Linked DNA regions of Drosophila melanogaster: region 1 is linked to region 2. The links are chromatin contacts, called in public Hi-C maps. All regions are on one chromosome and are shown on one strand. The core of a region is the stretch at or near the end of the contact, and the rest is flanking DNA. Distances in the headings are between cores, read along the strand shown.

What was found. A called contact is a pair of places that touch in the nucleus more often than the background predicts.
Region 1: a Hi-C map of the Kc167 cell line shows a contact between it and region 2, with 5 times the contacts expected there. The contact joins the promoter of CG13014 here to the promoter of CG4301 in region 2. A contact is called at or near these places in 6 of 107 Hi-C or Micro-C datasets (the Kc167 cell line, cellular blastoderm embryo and embryo).

What each region holds. Positions count from the first base shown.
Region 1 is chrX:16,585,980-16,589,926 of dm6, forward strand. It overlaps CG13014, which reads left to right and starts at 1,894. Exons shown (of 1, transcript NM_132906.3): 1 at 1,894-2,951. The coding sequence starts at 2,129. The coding sequence ends at 2,827. It overlaps CanA-14F (Calcineurin A at 14F), which reads right to left and starts at 686. Exons shown (of 2, transcript NM_001258788.2): 1 at 315-686. SMC3 (Structural maintenance of chromosomes 3) reads right to left here. Exons shown (of 5, transcript NM_078650.3): 4 at 3,648-3,947; 5 at 3,017-3,573. The coding sequence ends at 3,361.
Region 2 is chrX:16,403,584-16,407,348 of dm6, forward strand. It overlaps CG4301, which reads left to right and starts at 1,926. Exons shown (of 9, transcript NM_001258783.2): 1 at 1,926-2,149. The coding sequence starts at 2,147. It overlaps CG9981, which reads right to left and starts at 1,539. Exons shown (of 9, transcript NM_001272682.2): 1 at 1,206-1,539; 2 at 914-1,132.

The DNA of each region.
Region 1 (3,947 bases), core at 644-3,143, 180 kb after region 2:
GAACCGTTATGTGCTGCTGCTACAGCATGAAAATTTCGTAGCTTTTGGTGTCCTGCCACTCACACACACTAGCACACAGACGCAGGACGAGGAGAGCCGTAATTTACGTGCGGCTCTCTTCGAGAAAATCTCTTGTTTGCACACACACACACACATAGGCACACACGAAAGTTTTCTTGTTGAATTTTACTGATATTTCCATTCCATCAGTTGCCTTTGGCAGCCTTTTTCGGTTATAATTATTCTTGTTTCACTTGTTCTTGCTGTTTTTTGCACACGAAAAAAATTTGTTTGTTGGGGATGTATGTACGTACAGCTTCAGCTGAAATTTCATCGCTTTTCATCACACACACCAAAGATGACTAATAAGAGAAAAAATGTTGCCTATGTATACATATATAATGTACACCCACACACACACATGTGCTGTGTGTATCATGTTATTTTACCCGTTGCACTCGCGTATTTTCGCTGTTGTTTTTCCTTCTTTTTTTTCGGGCCCAAAAATCGACAGGAAAATTAATTGAAACGGGCATGGGCGGACATTGACATTGCGCTTTTTTTTCCTCCTTTTTATTTCATATTTTGTATTTTTTTTGCCCGTTTAATGCAATTAATGTATGTATGCACACACAACAAAAAAAAACATTTCACGTCTTGGCCCGTTCTTATTGGAATATGTACACATACAGCTGTATGTATGCATATGTATATCGGTATATGTATATGCGCGCGTGTGGCTGGGCATGTGTGCGTGTGTTTGTTGGTGGTTTGAAACTGCTCCAAGCCTCCCATTTGCGTCTGTGTGCGTGCGTGTGTTGCACAATTGTATGGGGGCGGGGCGGTCGAGGATGTTGGGGGAGGGGTTCAGGGGGCAGGATGATGGAGGAGGATGAGAAGTAGAAAATAGCACGAGAAAAAAAACAGTGACTGCTTGCAATTTACCTTAACTTCGTTTTGCTTTTAGCTCGAAATTTTCACACTCGACGGTTTAAGCTTTTGTTTTTTCGCTATTCGCAATTCGTGTTAAACTTTTTACTTAATTTTTGTGTGTGTGTTGACGGAGCGCGTTCGAAATGCACACGGATATCTGATTTATACGGGAGATTAATAAAAAGTGCACGCGCGCAGCAGGGCAAATCGCAAATGTTGCACTCGATAACACGCTCGTTCGTTTTCCTTTCTTATAAGAAATCGATAGAGGCGTGATTTGTCTGGGCTTATCGAGGAGCGATTCCGATTGGACTGAATGCGGTGCGGTGTGACCGTTTCGCGGTGTATGGAAATATGAAAACTCTCAGTTGGATATAATATAATAGGGATGGAACAAAAAGCAACTAGCAGTTTTATTCAAATCGGATTGAAATTTTTAACAAATCAGTAATTTAAACCTAAAAACTTATAATATTGTAATTTAATTCGATGCAATAAAACACGACTTCTTAGGTTCGTAAATAATAAGAAAAAATGCACGGTTATATTGTTAACTGAAAATTACTTCCCTTTTCAAAAACCATAGCATACATTTTGCTGCATTGACATCAAAATAAGCCCATAAGAATATTTTTTCTTATTAGAAATTATACAATCTTAAAAACTTAAGTATTTTACTATATAATCCACTAGTATATAAAAATAACATCTGTATACGTTTTTGTCCACGTGAATGCTAGTTGATTAAATAAAAATGAAATGTTTGATCAACTATCTGTTGTAAACTTTTGTATTCTCCTTATGTAGAACTCGACCTATTACAAGTATGCTTTTACAAGAGGCATATTTATCCGGATGAACAGTCAAATTCAAAAAGGCATATTTCAAGGCTGTGTCCACACTTATACCGAATCCGTTATATTATCGAGGAATTTACGCTATCGATGAAAGAAACCACCTAAAAAATCCACGCTTATGTCGAAATACGATACTGATTTAATATTGACGTAAATCTTGTTATTGTTTTGATGCAACAAATATTTAATAAAGTTTAACTAAAGATCATTTATCCGCCGTTACATCGGCAACAAACTTGGTCGAGGAATCAAGTCGCCCGTCCGCAAACTGGACGGAAGATTTGCCACCTTGAGGTGGAATCACCGGCAACCGGCGTGATCGCTCTCAAGTCAAAACAATGGTGTCCAACAGAAGTCCTCCTCCGAATCATGGTCCCTTGCCGGGGTCCAGTGGTGGCACCTCCCTGCTAGCCCTGTGCCTGATCCACTTCGTCCTGGCCGTGATCTCCGGCTGGGGTCTGAAACGGAGCACCGGCAGCAAGGCGATGGCCGCCTTTGGGATCTACTTTGGCCACAGCCTGCTCTGCCTGCTGCGGCACACGCATCCCAATCCGGGCGCAGTGCAGCGTCTGCTGTGCGACAAGTCGAGACGTTACTCCTGCGTCCTATTTGTCACCCTGGTGGTGGGCGAGCTGCAGACCGTAAATCCGGCCACCCGAATGGGTGACTTCTTCGGCGCCGACTGGGAGCGTCTGGCCTTTGGACTGTGGAGCGCTGTACTGGCACTTGCAGTCACCAGCTTGTGGTTCGGCAACAGTCGCAGTCCACTGGGTGCCACATTCATAAAACTGGATGCCGCGCAATTGGGCCTCTGTGTTCTGTGGAATGTCCACTGTCTTTGGCGCATCGCCATCGTCGACGAGCACTGGTGGTCACTTGGCCTGGCCCTGCTTGTTCTGCTGAATCACTTTGTCCTGTGGCGACTGCCGCTGCACTACAACATCAGCCAATTGGAGGTGGCCACCGTGGGCATGTGCTTTAGCACCATCTTTGCGCTGAATGCCATCCAGGAGCAACTGGACGCTGTGGCCAGCTGAGAGTAGCTGGTCGGGCAACCAGGGACTGGAGCCTTGATTGCCAAGCTCTAAGACACCAACATTTAATTATAAGATGCACGTTGTTGAACAATTTTTTGAGTAATAAACCAGACTTCTTATTTCGAAACAATTATTGCATTGTTATCATACATACATAAAAGTGTGGAATTATATTGGATTAGACGGTTTCCTTTTGCATAAGCTTTTTAATACATATTTTCGTTTTAAATATAGTTTAAATTACTTCTCTATGCGCTTTATTACATATTGATCTGGGCTTGGAGTTTCTATACTCTCGGTTTTGTTCGCCGGCTCGAAGTGTTCCACGCAACGAGCACGGCCTAGCCGAAAACTAACTCTCATTGTTAAGGAAAATTAAATGTAGCAAGTATCGTTAGAAAGAAAACTATATATATATATATGTATACGATTTAAAAGAATGTGAAAACAAATCGTACGCCTACGAAACTAATAATTGGGGCGAGAGATGGTTGTGGTGGGTTGAGGGATGAGGTTTTGGGCGGGGCAATTTCCTAGGCGTGGGTGCTGTCGTCCTCGACGAAGTCCTTGGCCTCCTCCCTGGTCACACAATCAATGTGACTGACCTTATTTCGGAATCGCACGCCGTAGAACTTGTGCGCGTTCTCCAGCAATTCCGGCCGGAACGTTGTCGTAATGAACTGGGCAGTGTCGCTGAGCTCATGGATCATGTTCGCCACCGCCTTTCGATGCATTGCATCCAGCGCCTGCACAAAACATTAGTAGATCATTAGTCAATCAAATAAAGTAATGCGTAATTATAGGTAATGTGACGACTCACCTGATCTATCTCATCAAATAGGTAGAAGGGAGCTGGATCGCACTTTTGGATGGAGAAAATGAGGGCCAGGGCGACAAGCGACTTCTGTCCACCAGACAACTGGTTCATCTCACGCATCTCAGCCTCAACGCCGGTGAACGAAACCCGAATGCCGATCCCTGTGAAAGCATCGGAGTTTTCCACCTCCTTTTCCATTTCGTCGCCTTCGTTGTCCTTGGTCTTCAGGATGAGAAAGCCCGCGCCCATGGGCACCAGCTTCTTAAACACCTTGGTGAAGTTCTGCGCCACTTGTCGGAACGT
Region 2 (3,765 bases), core at 676-3,175:
CTGAACTGAAGTTAGCCAGCCTGAATTAGCCACATACATAAATTGGCATATGATAAAGATAATGTTCCATTTTCCGCTTATATAAAACCTATTTTGGCTCCCAAGTGGCCCTGTCACAATAGGTATCCCATTGAAAAGAAGCCTATACTTATTTCCGTCGTTTTGCCGATGACAGATTAGTCCAAGCTAAGTTGTAGCTATTAGGCACGCTCGCAGCTTAGATTAGATGGACTCATGTCATGTCAGATTATTAATAATGAAATTGAATTTTAATATTTTTGGCTGCCATATCATCGATTTGGCCATTCCTCTTCAAACCATGTCGAACTGCTGTAAGCATTCAAAGATTGCTTCACACCAAATGTGCCAACGCTTTCCCTTAACTGATTAGTACTATCGCCTTTCTTAAATTCGAATATCAAATCCAGCTGATATCGGCTTACATACTACCCTAATCACTGGTCTAATCAGCTAAACACTTAGATTATAGCAGTGGCACTTGGGGCTATTTTCAAAAGTAAATGAAGGTCTTTGAGCTATGGACTCTCTGCTTCTGGGCATTCGTAGACAACTATAGAGCCGACTAGGCGATACCCTATAATTACTTCTTGTTTATTTGATATGTGGGCAAGAAAGAACTAAAAGTAAGTATTTTAAGCCCGAAAATATAGTGTAAATTATACCCAATGGTGTAATTTATAATCTATAATCTATATGATAAACTTTTTCCCGAATGTGGAAATGAATGTCGTTGTTGATTTTCGATCAGCTTAAAAGCTAACGCCATAAAGCTTTTGCTAAAGCTTAAATGGGTTACCGTCTCTGGCAAAGCTTTAACATAAAAAATTTACATTCTTTATTTTATTGAAATTCTTATAAAAATCAAGAGTTAATTAAAAAATAGAAAATTAACTTAAAACTGACATTGTTAGTTAGCTATGTTAAGAGGTATTAATAGGGCAAATATGGAGGATGCTTGAAAACATTCGATATGTTTAAAATATTACTCATCCGCCATGTTGGCTTATCCTCCATTGCTAGCTTATGCTTAAGATCATGGCCTCTGTTCTCCACGAATGCCTTCTGATGGGTGGTTTTCCTATGGCTCCAAAGTGCATGTAATTATCATATTCTGTAATTGATTATCATATCATACGTTTGCCATTCACAACTTACTTAATATCTCCTCCGTAATGGTAGCTTACACCAAAATGCAAAAATGCAACATAGATAGGATTATTATATTTGACTTCCTTTCTTTTCTTATCGTATAGTCTTCATACCATTCGCGAATAGTTTACCATTGACTCATGTCGAAGCCCGTTATAAGTTTCATCGGTCATGGAACATTCGCTTTTGGGATAAGTGAGTCAATGTGGAAGTTGCACGATTTTAGATAGGCTTGTCCGTAAGCCCCGACGGATATGTAATGTGTTCGTGTGTGAAGTCCGTTCAATGCGTTCAATGTTGAGCGATAAGATTGTTGTTATCGACATTATCTCTTCTACAAAACCGCTGGCTTATTCGCTCGCGAGAGCGAAAAAAACAAAATCTATATTAAAAAATAAACAAAAAATGAGCTAAGAGAGTAGCTCTGAGGATCGTATGGCCCAGCATGGTACTACCAACTATTAAAGAGTGCCAATGCACTGACTATGAACGCATTTAGGAATATGTATCTAAATGTTGGTAAAACCCCGGCCTGGGTGCGATATGGGTACGGTATGGGTTTGGCTATGGGAATAAATAATGGCGTATATATGCACACATATATATATTTATATATATACATATATATAATATACATGAACATGCATGGAAAGGTCCGCCAGGCTAGCCCATGTGAATGGCGACTTTGTTCGTGGTATCGGTATCAACAATTCTTCGACAGTTTGCCAATAGATCAGTTTGCGCGTGGAAGGTCTCTCTTTCCTTTCGATTCTGTGTACAATAATCTATATGTATAGTATATATACAAAAGTCTATATATATTATATCTGTGATCCATAAGCGGTCTTGTACATACATATATTTTATTTCGCCCGCAAAGCTCGCTGTTTGTTTACCCGTTTGTTTGGCCAGAGGACTTCCGGTGCAAAACGACTCAGCACTACAACTCTTCAAACTCAAATTAATCGCCAGAAAAATGGTAGGTTTGACCATCGCTCAGATATTTCAACTAAGAAAACATTCTGGCATTCGAATATTTTTACATTCTGCAACAAATTAGCATAGCTTCATGGGTTTTGAAGAATCGTGTGTGTGTGTGTGTGTGTGCGAAAAGATTATGTTTTAATATTTAAAAAAAAAACCAACTATTCAATTTACAAAACTATCTCAAAGACCTACGACTTAAGACTTAATACGCCAATTAAATTGTGAAATACAAGGTGGTCGTGTAAAGCTATCGTTCTCCACTACATATGGCCTTTAAAGTGATAAAGCTTTGTGATAAAAGAACTGCCCCTGGATGTCGTCGATATCCGTATCTCTCTTATCGAAATTTATGGACCGTAAAATGACGAGAAGATGTTGAATTTGGATAGAATTTAACCACGATCATGGTGACGAACGGCTGGATGGATATACGTATATATATCTTACGCTCTGCACTACAGTGAACCCAACCCAAGTGGGAAACATGCCATCCAAATGTCGCTCCAAATGTATCCCGGGCACGGTGCCGATTAGTCAGCTGATGTGCTCGCCACCTAGATATACGTACTCATAATCTTATCAGTTTTTTGGCAGTCTACATATAGGCGGTTAGATATGGGTGGGTCTCGCTGCTCCGGAAAGCTTCAATACTGGCTGCTCCAAGAAGAGAATGTACACTGGGTGAGGATATGGGAGGGACTATGGACCCGGTGCTCTTGCACGGATCTCAGTTAATCAGTTGAGCAAGTACGTCTTGGCAGACGGTGGCTCTCATGAGCACGTGCACGTTGTTCGCTGTTAACTGAAAGCAAAAGACTCGAATGCATTGCACTCCCTAAACATCTATCATCTGATAGCCAATAATAGCGTGTTGCGTACCATTATAACAATAACAACGCACCGAGTGCAACAATCATGTTAACTCGATGGAACACTACTTTCAAACACCTCGGAGAGGATTGGTCTATCCTGAACGAGAGTGTGCGAGCTTCGGCAATTGGAAATTGATCGGAAATAACTTACTCATCGGAATCTAGCGAAGAGATTACCTGGCTAGTCGGCTATTGGTTTCAAAAAAAAAAACAAAAAAAAAAAAGTAAAGACGAAAAAAAAAAAACTGTTATTACCGATAAGCAATACGACGAATTCGTGGTAACGAAGTATTTTAGAGAGATACCAAAATCGGTCAGTTTTAGTCAGTTATGCTATTGTTTCGCGTCGGTGCCACATTGTCCCCAATACCTCTCAACAATTGTTAATGAACCTCGTGAGGATTGAAGCCCCAGCGCAGTGGATAAAGTCAAGGGATCATCATGGGCAAGTTCTTCGAGAGATTGTTTCAGAAAAGGGTGAGTCCACAGCTCGATGTTGTGTAATATCAACAGCAAAAAAAAAACAGTGAACATAAGGTTTTCTTCAGTACATGTACATACGTGTGTGAGTGTGTCTCCAAATCCATCAGTGAATTTCTATATATTAGATAAGCCTCAGCTATAAAGCAACGTCGTTTGTCGATATGCGAGTGTGAAAAATAGATAGCGTCGCTTAGATAAAGTGGATTGCAACTTTATAATCTTGGATCTCCATCGCACGATTCTTTTGGCTGGC